2 separate regions of the Zea mays genome follow, and region 2 is linked to region 1. Evidence: chromatin contacts called from public Hi-C data. All regions are on one chromosome and are shown on one strand. The core of a region is the stretch at or near the end of the contact, and the rest is flanking DNA. Distances in the headings are between cores, read along the strand shown. Region 1 holds the start of LOC100285570 (ferredoxin-thioredoxin reductase, variable chain-like). Region 2 has its middle 67 kb from the start of LOC109939235.

What was found. Hi-C and Micro-C count contacts between places; a contact is called where the count stands out from the background.
Region 2: a contact with region 1 is called in a Hi-C map of leaf, with 10 times the contacts expected there. The contact joins the enhancer-like site here to the promoter of LOC100285570 in region 1. A contact is called at or near these places in 11 of 25 Hi-C or Micro-C datasets (bundle sheath, ear, endosperm and 5 more) and 1 of 3 datasets of contacts at active chromatin or transcription factors (leaf).

The regions. Positions count from the first base shown.
Region 1 is chr4:151,343,863-151,348,416 of Zm-B73-REFERENCE-NAM-5.0, reverse strand. It overlaps LOC100285570 (ferredoxin-thioredoxin reductase, variable chain-like), which reads left to right and starts at 2,917. Exons shown (of 1, transcript XM_020551890.2): 1 at 2,917-3,924. The coding sequence starts at 3,250. The coding sequence ends at 3,729.
Region 2 is chr4:151,558,317-151,562,602 of Zm-B73-REFERENCE-NAM-5.0, reverse strand. No RefSeq gene overlaps it. Among protein-coding and RNA genes, the nearest start is that of LOC109939235, 67 kb to the right of the region's middle. Within about 2 kb of position 2,027, at least 20 of the 20 cell types and tissues checked have an H3K27ac peak or open chromatin away from gene starts, as enhancers often do. A contact at or near this core is called in bundle sheath, ear, endosperm and 5 more, where this site is marked.

The sequences.
Region 1 (4,554 bases), core at 1,668-4,167:
CACTAGGGTTACCAAGTCCGGAGAAATCCCAACAAAAGTCGGGCTCGTCATCTTCCTCGGAACCCGAGGGCCCGTAGGTAGAGATGGCTGTCAGCCGGTCTCAGGTTGACCGCATACCGCACCCCTGAGGGTTTGGACACGCCTCTATGAAAGCGTCCACCGAAGCGAAGTCGCTTGGTGGGTCGAGGTTGAATCCAAAAGGCACGAGATGGGAATCGGTCGGTACCTCTTGGTCGACGGGCGGTGACGAAGTCACGTCAGGGGCAGACTGCACCGTCGTCTCAGGTACGAGGGTGACGCCCAGCAAGTCCTCTGCGAGCGTGCTGGCGTCATCCGTCCGCTTGGAGTTGGCGTGTTGCGGGGAAACGGCGCTCGTCTTCGTCTCAGACGCGAGGTCGATGCCCGACGTGTCCCCCGTTGGGGCGCCGGTGCCGTCGACTTGCTCGACAGCCGACGAGGTGTCGCCTCCTGCTTGGCCTTGTTGCCTCGCCTCCTCCTCCGTCGGCGGGGGAGGCGACGGGACAAACCCAAATGTTGTTCTTCCGCCACGTGGGGAAGACGTCGTCGATTCCGCCGCCGGTGGGCGGGTTGTCGGCCGCCATTGTCGCTGTCGCGCGGCGGGGGAAGGAGTATCATGTCGTAGCCGCCGTCGAGGGACATGAACTCAAGACTCCTGAAACGGAGCACCGTCCCGGGCTGGAAAGGTTGCTGGAGACTACCCATCTGGAGCTTGGCGGGAAGCTGTTCGTCAACACGCAGTAGCCCCCTACCTGGCGCGCCAACTGTCGGCGTTTCGACCCCGGGGGGTCCCTGGACCGACGAGTAAATTGTCGCCGCGTGCCCCAGCCTAGATGGGTCGGCGCGAGACGGAGCGCGAAGGGGGGAAAACCAGAGGGAGACAGGCGTAAAGGGGAAACCCGCGGCCTTTGTGTTTGTCCCGCGCCCAGGTCGGGTGCGCTTGCAGTAGGGGGTTACAAGCGTCCGCGTGGGAGGGAGCGAGAGGCCTGCGCGCGCTGTCCCGTCCTCCCCGCGCGGCCAACCCTCCCGTACGAGTGTCCTGGGCCTTCCTTTTATAGGCGTAAGGAGAGGGCCCAGGTGTACAATAGGAGATGTAGCAGTGTGCTAACGTGTCTAGCAGAGAGGAGCTAGTGCCCTAAGTACATGCCATCGTGGCAGCCGGTGAGGTTTTGGCACCCTGTTCATGAGATGTCGTGGCCGTCGGAGGAGCGCTGGAGCCTGGTGGAAGGACAGCTGTCGGGGCTGTCGAGTCCTTGCTGACGTCTCCTTGCTTCAGAAAGGGCCGAGAGCCACCGTCGTCATAGAGCACGTGGGGCGCCATCATTACTTGTTTACCGGGGCGAGCCAGATGGGACGCCGGTCTTGTTCCCCGTAGCTTGAGCTAGCTAGGGGTAGGGTAATGATGCCCCCCCCCGTGACGTGGTCGGTCCGAGCCCTGGGTCGGGCGAGGCGGAGGCTCCTCCGAGGTCGAGGTCGAGTCTGTCTTTCGTGGTCGAGGTCGAGTCCGAGCCCCGGGTCGGGCGAGGCGGAGACCGTCGGCTGAGGCCAGGGCTGAGTCCGAGCCCTGGGGTCGGGCAAGGCGGAGTTCGTCGTCTTCGGGGGCTGAGCCCGAGTCCGAGCCCTAGGGTCGGGCGAGGCGGAGTTCGTCGTCTTCCGGGGGCCGAGGCCGAGTCCGAGCCCTGGGGTCGGGCGAGGCGGAGTTCGTCGTCTTTCGGGGCCGAGGCCGAGTCCGAGCCCTGGGGTCGGGCGAGGCAGAGCTTCCTATGGCGCCCGAGGCCTGACTTGGCTGCTGTCAGCCTCACTCTGTCGAGTGGCACAACAGTCGGAGCGGCGCAGGCGGCGCTGTCCTCTCGTCAGGCGGTCAGTGGAGCGGCGAAGTGACTGCGGTCACTTCGGCTCTGTCGACTGGAGGGCGCGCGTCAGGATAAGGTGTCAGGCCATCCTCGCATTAAATGCTTCTGCGGTGCGGTCGGTCGGTGTGGCAATCTGGCCAAGGTTGCTTGTTGGCGAAGACTGGGCCTCGGGCGAGACGTGAATCCTCCGGGGTCGGCTGCCCTTGCCCGAGGCTGGGCTCGGGTGAGGCGAGATCGTGTCCCTTGAGTGGACCGAGCCTTGACTTAATCGCACCCATCAGGCCTTTGCAGCTTTGTGCTGATGGGGTTACCAGCTGAGATTAGGAGTCTTGGGGGTACCCCTAATTATGGTCCCCGACATCTGCATTGTCGTCCCTTCGTCTCCGAACCACCGTCAGCGTTTTGATAACCTGCACGGGTGCCGGCGAATCAGGTTTCTGGGAAGTGCTTCGCGCACGTCCGCTCGGGTTCCTCTAAAAAATCGTAGAAATCACTGTGAATAAATCTGCAGTTTCAGTTTGTTGCAATGACGGTCTTATGGTTAGATCCGCTGTCGATTGTTATTTTATGCGTTAATCTTATTGAGTTAGTTTAGATCTGTTCTTGTTGAGGTAGTAGATCTGGATTTTTTTCGTTTTATACTGCATTATCAAATTAATTTTAGATCCTGTTAATATTTCCAACAATTTGGATCAGTGTCCGGAGGTCTTTTCTGAGGTGCAATGGCCACCCTAGCCCTCGGCAATGGCACTGATGGTTGGTAGTTGCTGAATACTGGTACGGTACCTCAATGCCTGTTTCCATTCAGCTCTGGGACGTTCACCGTTTGATGTGCTGTACGGACATCCGCCATGTCACTTTGGGACGTTCACCGGTTTCCAGATTGGGACAAGCTGGTTTTGCATTGCATGGAGATGGGAATGTCAGTTAGGAGAGGCTGAGGACCGAAGAGTGCTGACTGGCGTCGGTGGCGTGGTCTAAATCCTGAACCCCAATCTTCTCTTATATGCTTCTTCTTCATCCTCTGGCTACCGAAACTTGTTTGGTTATCCTCGGATTCTCGCTGAGCATCGTGACACATGGCGAGCAGAGCAACCACAGCCAGGGGTGCGCTCCCGCCTTATCCACTTCTTTGGTTTTCGCGCTAGATGCTCTGCAAACTCGCCAAACCCTCAGCGTTTCCCGGGGCCCAGACGAACAGAGGCAAACCGAGGCATCCATCACCTCGGCAGAACGCCAGAACCCATACGCAACTCGCAGTCGCAGCGACCGTCCGCTCGCTCCCGCCTTTCGTTTGCCCCGCCGCCTCTATCCTTTCCTCGACTCCTCCGCATCCACCACCTGTTCGACCCAGCACCGGAGAGTCCCCACCCACCCAATGGCGACCGCCACCGCGGCCGTAGCGCCGCCGTCCACCTCCACCTCCTCGGTCCTCCTGCGCCGCCGGCTCCCTTCCCCGGCGCCCGCGTCCGCGTCCGCCGCCTTCCCCCGGCTCCCCGGCCCGCCCCCGCCCCCGCCGCGCCGCGCGCGCCTGCTCCTCCTCCAGGTCGCGCTCACCAGCGAGGTGGCCTCGGACGACGTGGCGGCCGAGGAGGCCGCGGCCGCGCCCAAGATCGGCAGGCGGGTGCGCGTCACGGCGCCGCTCCGCGTCCACCACGTCATCAAGGCGCCCGACCTGGACGTCCAGGGCATGGAGGGCGTCGTCAAGCAGTACGTCGGCGTGTGGAAGGGCAAGCGCGTCACCGCCAACCTGCCCTTCAAGGTCGAGGTCCAGCTCGCCGTCGAGGGCCAGCCCAAGCCCGTCCGGTTCTTCGTCCACCTCCGTGAGGACGAGTTCGAGTTCGTCGATGGGGAGTGATGTGACGGGCGTCAGTCAGAGCGCGTCCGAGTTAACCGTTCTTATAGATTATAGAATAATCATGGCCGCGGCGGTCGCTTGTGTCTTGTGTATATTGTTCCGGCGGGGTAGTAAGCTTGGGAGTGGCAAATGTTTCAGCTGTTGGGAATTGTTCGGAGTTATAATAGTGATCATTTTGCCGCTGTTTGTCGACTATGCTCCGTGGATTGCTGCTGTTTAGAAACCCTTCCATTGCGCCTTTTCTAAATCCTCCGAACAACCAGCATCACCTTAGCATGTGCTCAATCGAAATTATGGGCCCCTAAGGTCAAAGTGTGCAGGTGTAGTTTTGTATTTACATTGGACAGGCAGATGCACATTACATTCAGTATTTTGTCCTACATTAGATCAGCTCCAACCGAGGGAATGGATTTTTAGCTGTTTAAGCCTCTTGTGCGGGCAAAAAAAAAACATCCTCCTAACTTAAGGGTCAGGGGGAGGCAGGAGGCAGGGTTACTTTGTGTGTGATGAGGGATGAGAGAGAGAAAGAATGATCTAAATAATATTGATCATATGATTTGAGTGGGTAAGAGAGAAGGGATCTCTAGCGATTTGAATAATTGGTTTTGAGGGAGTGTTATGTGTGAGTGTAATTTGTTTAACGAAGGTTATGGGTGTGGAGGTGGTTTCGTTAGAATTTGCAAAGTTAAAACTGGTGGATTATAAAAGGAGTATAGATTAATGTCTATTTTTATATGTTTTATATATTGGCCATTGTTTTACACAGTGGGATATAATAGTATTATAGTACTTTACGTTGACACTATAACATAGTTGTAGTCAAGG
Region 2 (4,286 bases), core at 778-3,277, 220 kb before region 1:
GTGTTCGGTAACAAGCTCTACGCATGTAGATCAATGTGATGTAAATCAGAGCACGCATGCAGGCCGCGCCTGTCGTCATAGTTGATTAGTTGCCCAAATGGAGATGCACGAATTTCGAGATGCTTTTTTAGTATGTTTTTCTTATACCTTTTAATTAAAAGATTTAATCATCGAACCGATTTCATATTTATGTTTCTGATATTTTTACGAATAAAATTAGACCATACATGGTGTATAATCTTTGAACATTTATTTATATGGTCTTCTCTAGTACACGTCTGACACAAACAACCAAACACTAGTTGTATTTGATCTGAATATACCAATACAAACAACCAAACAAAAACCTATGCACAAAGAGCCAAACTGCTCAAATACGAGCCAGGCTACCGGCCTACCGCTGTACAGCAACCAATCACACGGATATAGTAATACATATAGTACAACACTGCGGTATTTGGTTGCATTGTGTGCATGTCATTCAATCGGTTGTCCAAAATAAACACGTACGTACACGTGAGGTTTGATCAATCTTTTTCATGTGGGTCTGCGATGCAAGTGGTGATGGAGGCGATATCTTATCTGTATATGCTGAGGTACCTCTATAAAAATCGAAATACCGTAAGGCCGTTGTCCGGTGTGTTGCGTGTCGGTGAAAACCCACAAACTAGTTGTGGGGCGAGCCGCGAGCAGCAACCAGCGCTACCGTCCTGTTGTTGTGGGGCTTGGTTGATGATCTTGCACTTAGGGATGGCAACGGGTAAAATATCCGCGCATATTGTCTCTGGACATCCATATCCACGACTTATATCTAATATTCGAACCCTACCCGTTACCCGCCATAGATAACAAACAGTATCCACATCCGTTACCCGCGAGTAACGTATATCCGCGGATATATCTGTTTGCCCACTAGACATACAAAATATTTAAATCCAGCAAATTCAAATATGATATCATATTTGTCCAGCAAATTTAAATATGATCTTGTTGAGTGCCACCACTAGGGGTTTCCATGGCAGCGGTAACGCATTGAATTAATAAAAGTAACAATCAACAAGTCGTTGAATCTGAAATAATCTGTAATTGCATTTGGGTGAGAAAAACAATCAACAAGTCGTTGCATCTAGAATAACCTGTACTTTACACCAGGACAGCCGCGCAGGAGCCGGGGACCGAGGGAAGGTAGCACGCGCAGGGACTGAGGGGAGCAGGCCGCAGGAGCGCTGCAACTGGGCACAGAGCGCAGGCGCGCGGGGAGTCAGCGATGCAGGGAGCCAGGGACTGAGGATGAGCTGCGCAGGGAGTCAACGATGCAGGGACTGAGGACGAGCTGGAGATCTGCGCTCTGTGCCCGGGAGCCGCGCAGGAGCCAGGGACCCGGACCGATAGGGGGCAGTGGCTGCGGGAGTCTGGGAGAGGTGAGATGGAGTGTGCGGCGGCGGTAGGAGTGGGCGACGGCGGTAGGAGTGGGCGAGTGGGAGAGGACAGAGGAGAAGAGAATGAGACCGGAGAATGGACTGGCGGAGCGAGGGCTTCGCTGGATTGCTGGAAGCCTGGAGATTGGAGAACGCTTGTGGCCTTGTGGGCTATGGCCCGTGGGCCTGCGGGACTGGTGTAATTTTGACGGATATTCGGGTAATTGAGTATGGATATTGATTTTTTGTATTCGTTTTAAAAATATCCACGGATATCAAGTGCTACCCGTATCCATATTCATGGATACAGACTTGTACCCAAAATCATGCCCAACGGGTTTTTTATCCACGGGTACGCGGATAAATGACATTCATTGCCATCCCTGCTTGCACTTACACGCCCATAATCCTTCTCGCTTGTTGGACACCGTCGGTCACCATTGTTGGACAAGGCCTTGCAGTCAAGCGGGCCGTGGGAAGCTTTCCCTGGGCCGTCGGGATTTATGCCATCTGCAAGTGAAGCCCGCTAAGAATTCGCATGGCCCAGAGCCCCATACGCACTCAAGCCTGAACTGAATGGCTCCTTCCAGTTGCTCACTGCCTGTTGATGCCTCCTGCCCTAAATCCTGAAGAACTAGGCATCAGCTGTTCAGCGCGCACACACGTGACGCGTCCCGGTGCTGTACTTCCGGCGAACGGAGAAAAGCATGACACATAGGGTCGGTTTGTTTCAGCTTATAGATTATATAATCTGGATTATAATCTAAATTATATAATTTAGATATATTATAATCTCTATATGTAGTTATTTGATAGTTTAGATTATACAAATGTAGATTATTCACAAAGACAACAATATTATTATTGTTTATTTGAGGTAAGAAAAGAATGATAGCATATATTGTAATTTCTATTTCCATTACCATGAATAGTGGATCTTTTGTCAAAATAATCTCAAATAAACTAGTCTTGAGAAGATTATGAGATTATCATAATCTGGAGTTTAGATTATATAATCTAAATCCATAATCTATATGTTCGTTTAACTATTGATTATTTGTACTGTATTATATAAGGCATGTTTGGTTCACTACCTCAGTTGCCACATTTTGCCTAACTTTTCTGCCTAAGGTTAGTTATTCAATTCGAACGACTAACTTTAGATAAAGTGTGGCACATTTAGCCACAAACCAAACAGGCCCATAATCTGGAGAGATTATAATCTAAAACAAACAGTGCCATACTACTATCGTCTAACGTTCTTTCCGGCTCTGCTAGCGGCCGGAGAGGAGAGCGACGTGGCGAGCTTGCACAGAGGGCTGCGCGGCGCCGGCGAGCTCTCGGCGAACGCCGGGAGTGTGTGCACGACCAGGGCATAGGGCGTAGCGACGAGCGCCGAGCGGGCGTGGTGAGCTCGCGACCGGTCGGGGAGCGGGCGCAAACGCGGCGGAGTGTTAGCACACCACTGATGCTAGGGAACTGGCACTCAGGGAGTTGCCTTGAGTAGGAAGAAGGGGAACGAGTTACAGGGTTCAGATTACAATAATAAGTATTTTTCTCTAGCGCAAACGCGGCGGAGGGCGGCGCGGGATCTCCCTGCCGGCACGACCAGCGATGCAGCGAGCTCACATCACAGCGAGCGTGTACGGCAGGGAGGTGCGGATGGTGGCGAGGAGGGCGACGAGGCGAGCGTGCGCGGCCTGCACACAGAGGGCGGTGCGGCGAGCAGGCAGCCGGCGTAGCGAGCGACGAGGCTCGCTCGCTCGCAGCGCGGTACGTGAGCGTGCCAGGCTGAGGTGGAGGGCGGCGCCGGCGCGAAACGCGGCAAGCTGGCCGGCCGGCGGCCGCCACCGCGGTGAAGCCGAAAGAGGCCCGCAACTCGCGCCTATGCGCCGGTTGTCAAGGTGTATATCCCTGCTCCGCGCCGTGTTTCTACGGTACCTCCATGCATCTCCGATCCACCTTGTCGCAACGCATGACCTTGCGTTGCGAGCCTGCACTGCACTGCACGCACGAGAACGGCCCCCATGGCGACGCGCTCACATGGCCTTCCGCCAACCACTAGTGTTGACTTGAACAAAAACACATTAAAAAAGAAAAGAGGATCGCTTCGTCAGATCAGAATCAGACAGAGCGCCTCGATCTCCAATCAAAAGACCAGACTCCAGAGCACCTCCGGACTAAAACAAAAAAACAAATTACAAATACGCCTCCTCCTCCGGATGCGTACTTGCGAGGCCAAATCAAAGATATCCTATTGTTCGTTCGGGCCGGCTCATCTCCCTGTCTGTCGGTGACATCATCTGGTCTGGGATTAACTAACGATGAGGCTGCGACTGCGAGGAGACAGAAACCCTGCACCTGCTAGCTTCCAGATAAGATCGTTATGGCGTAATGTATAATCTAATTAGTACGTGCTAAACAATGCAGAGCGGCAGGCTTAGCGCATGTAATCATTGCGTGTTTGTGGTGGCTGCGCGCACTACTTGTACGTTCATGATTGCGCATTGCGTAATCCGGAGGGTTGGATCAGGATGCCACGATTAAACTATATAGTATGCATGTTTGTATGTCGAGCGGGCCCAGCTCCTACTATGGTGGAGTAAATTGTTTGCTACCAACTTCGTGCCTGTGATCGGTGTGTTTATCGGTGGGTGTTACTGTTAGAATTATAGGCATTTTCCGTACCATTTTAATTCCATAAATTAACATTATGATGATGACATATAATAAATAATTAACCATAGAAATCGTGATCTCAAAAATATCCATAACAATATGGATCATGAGAACAGCAAGCATATGAAGCATGTAAATCATATAAATAAAATAAGTATATAAGCATGGTTCATGGTTTATTGCGGAACA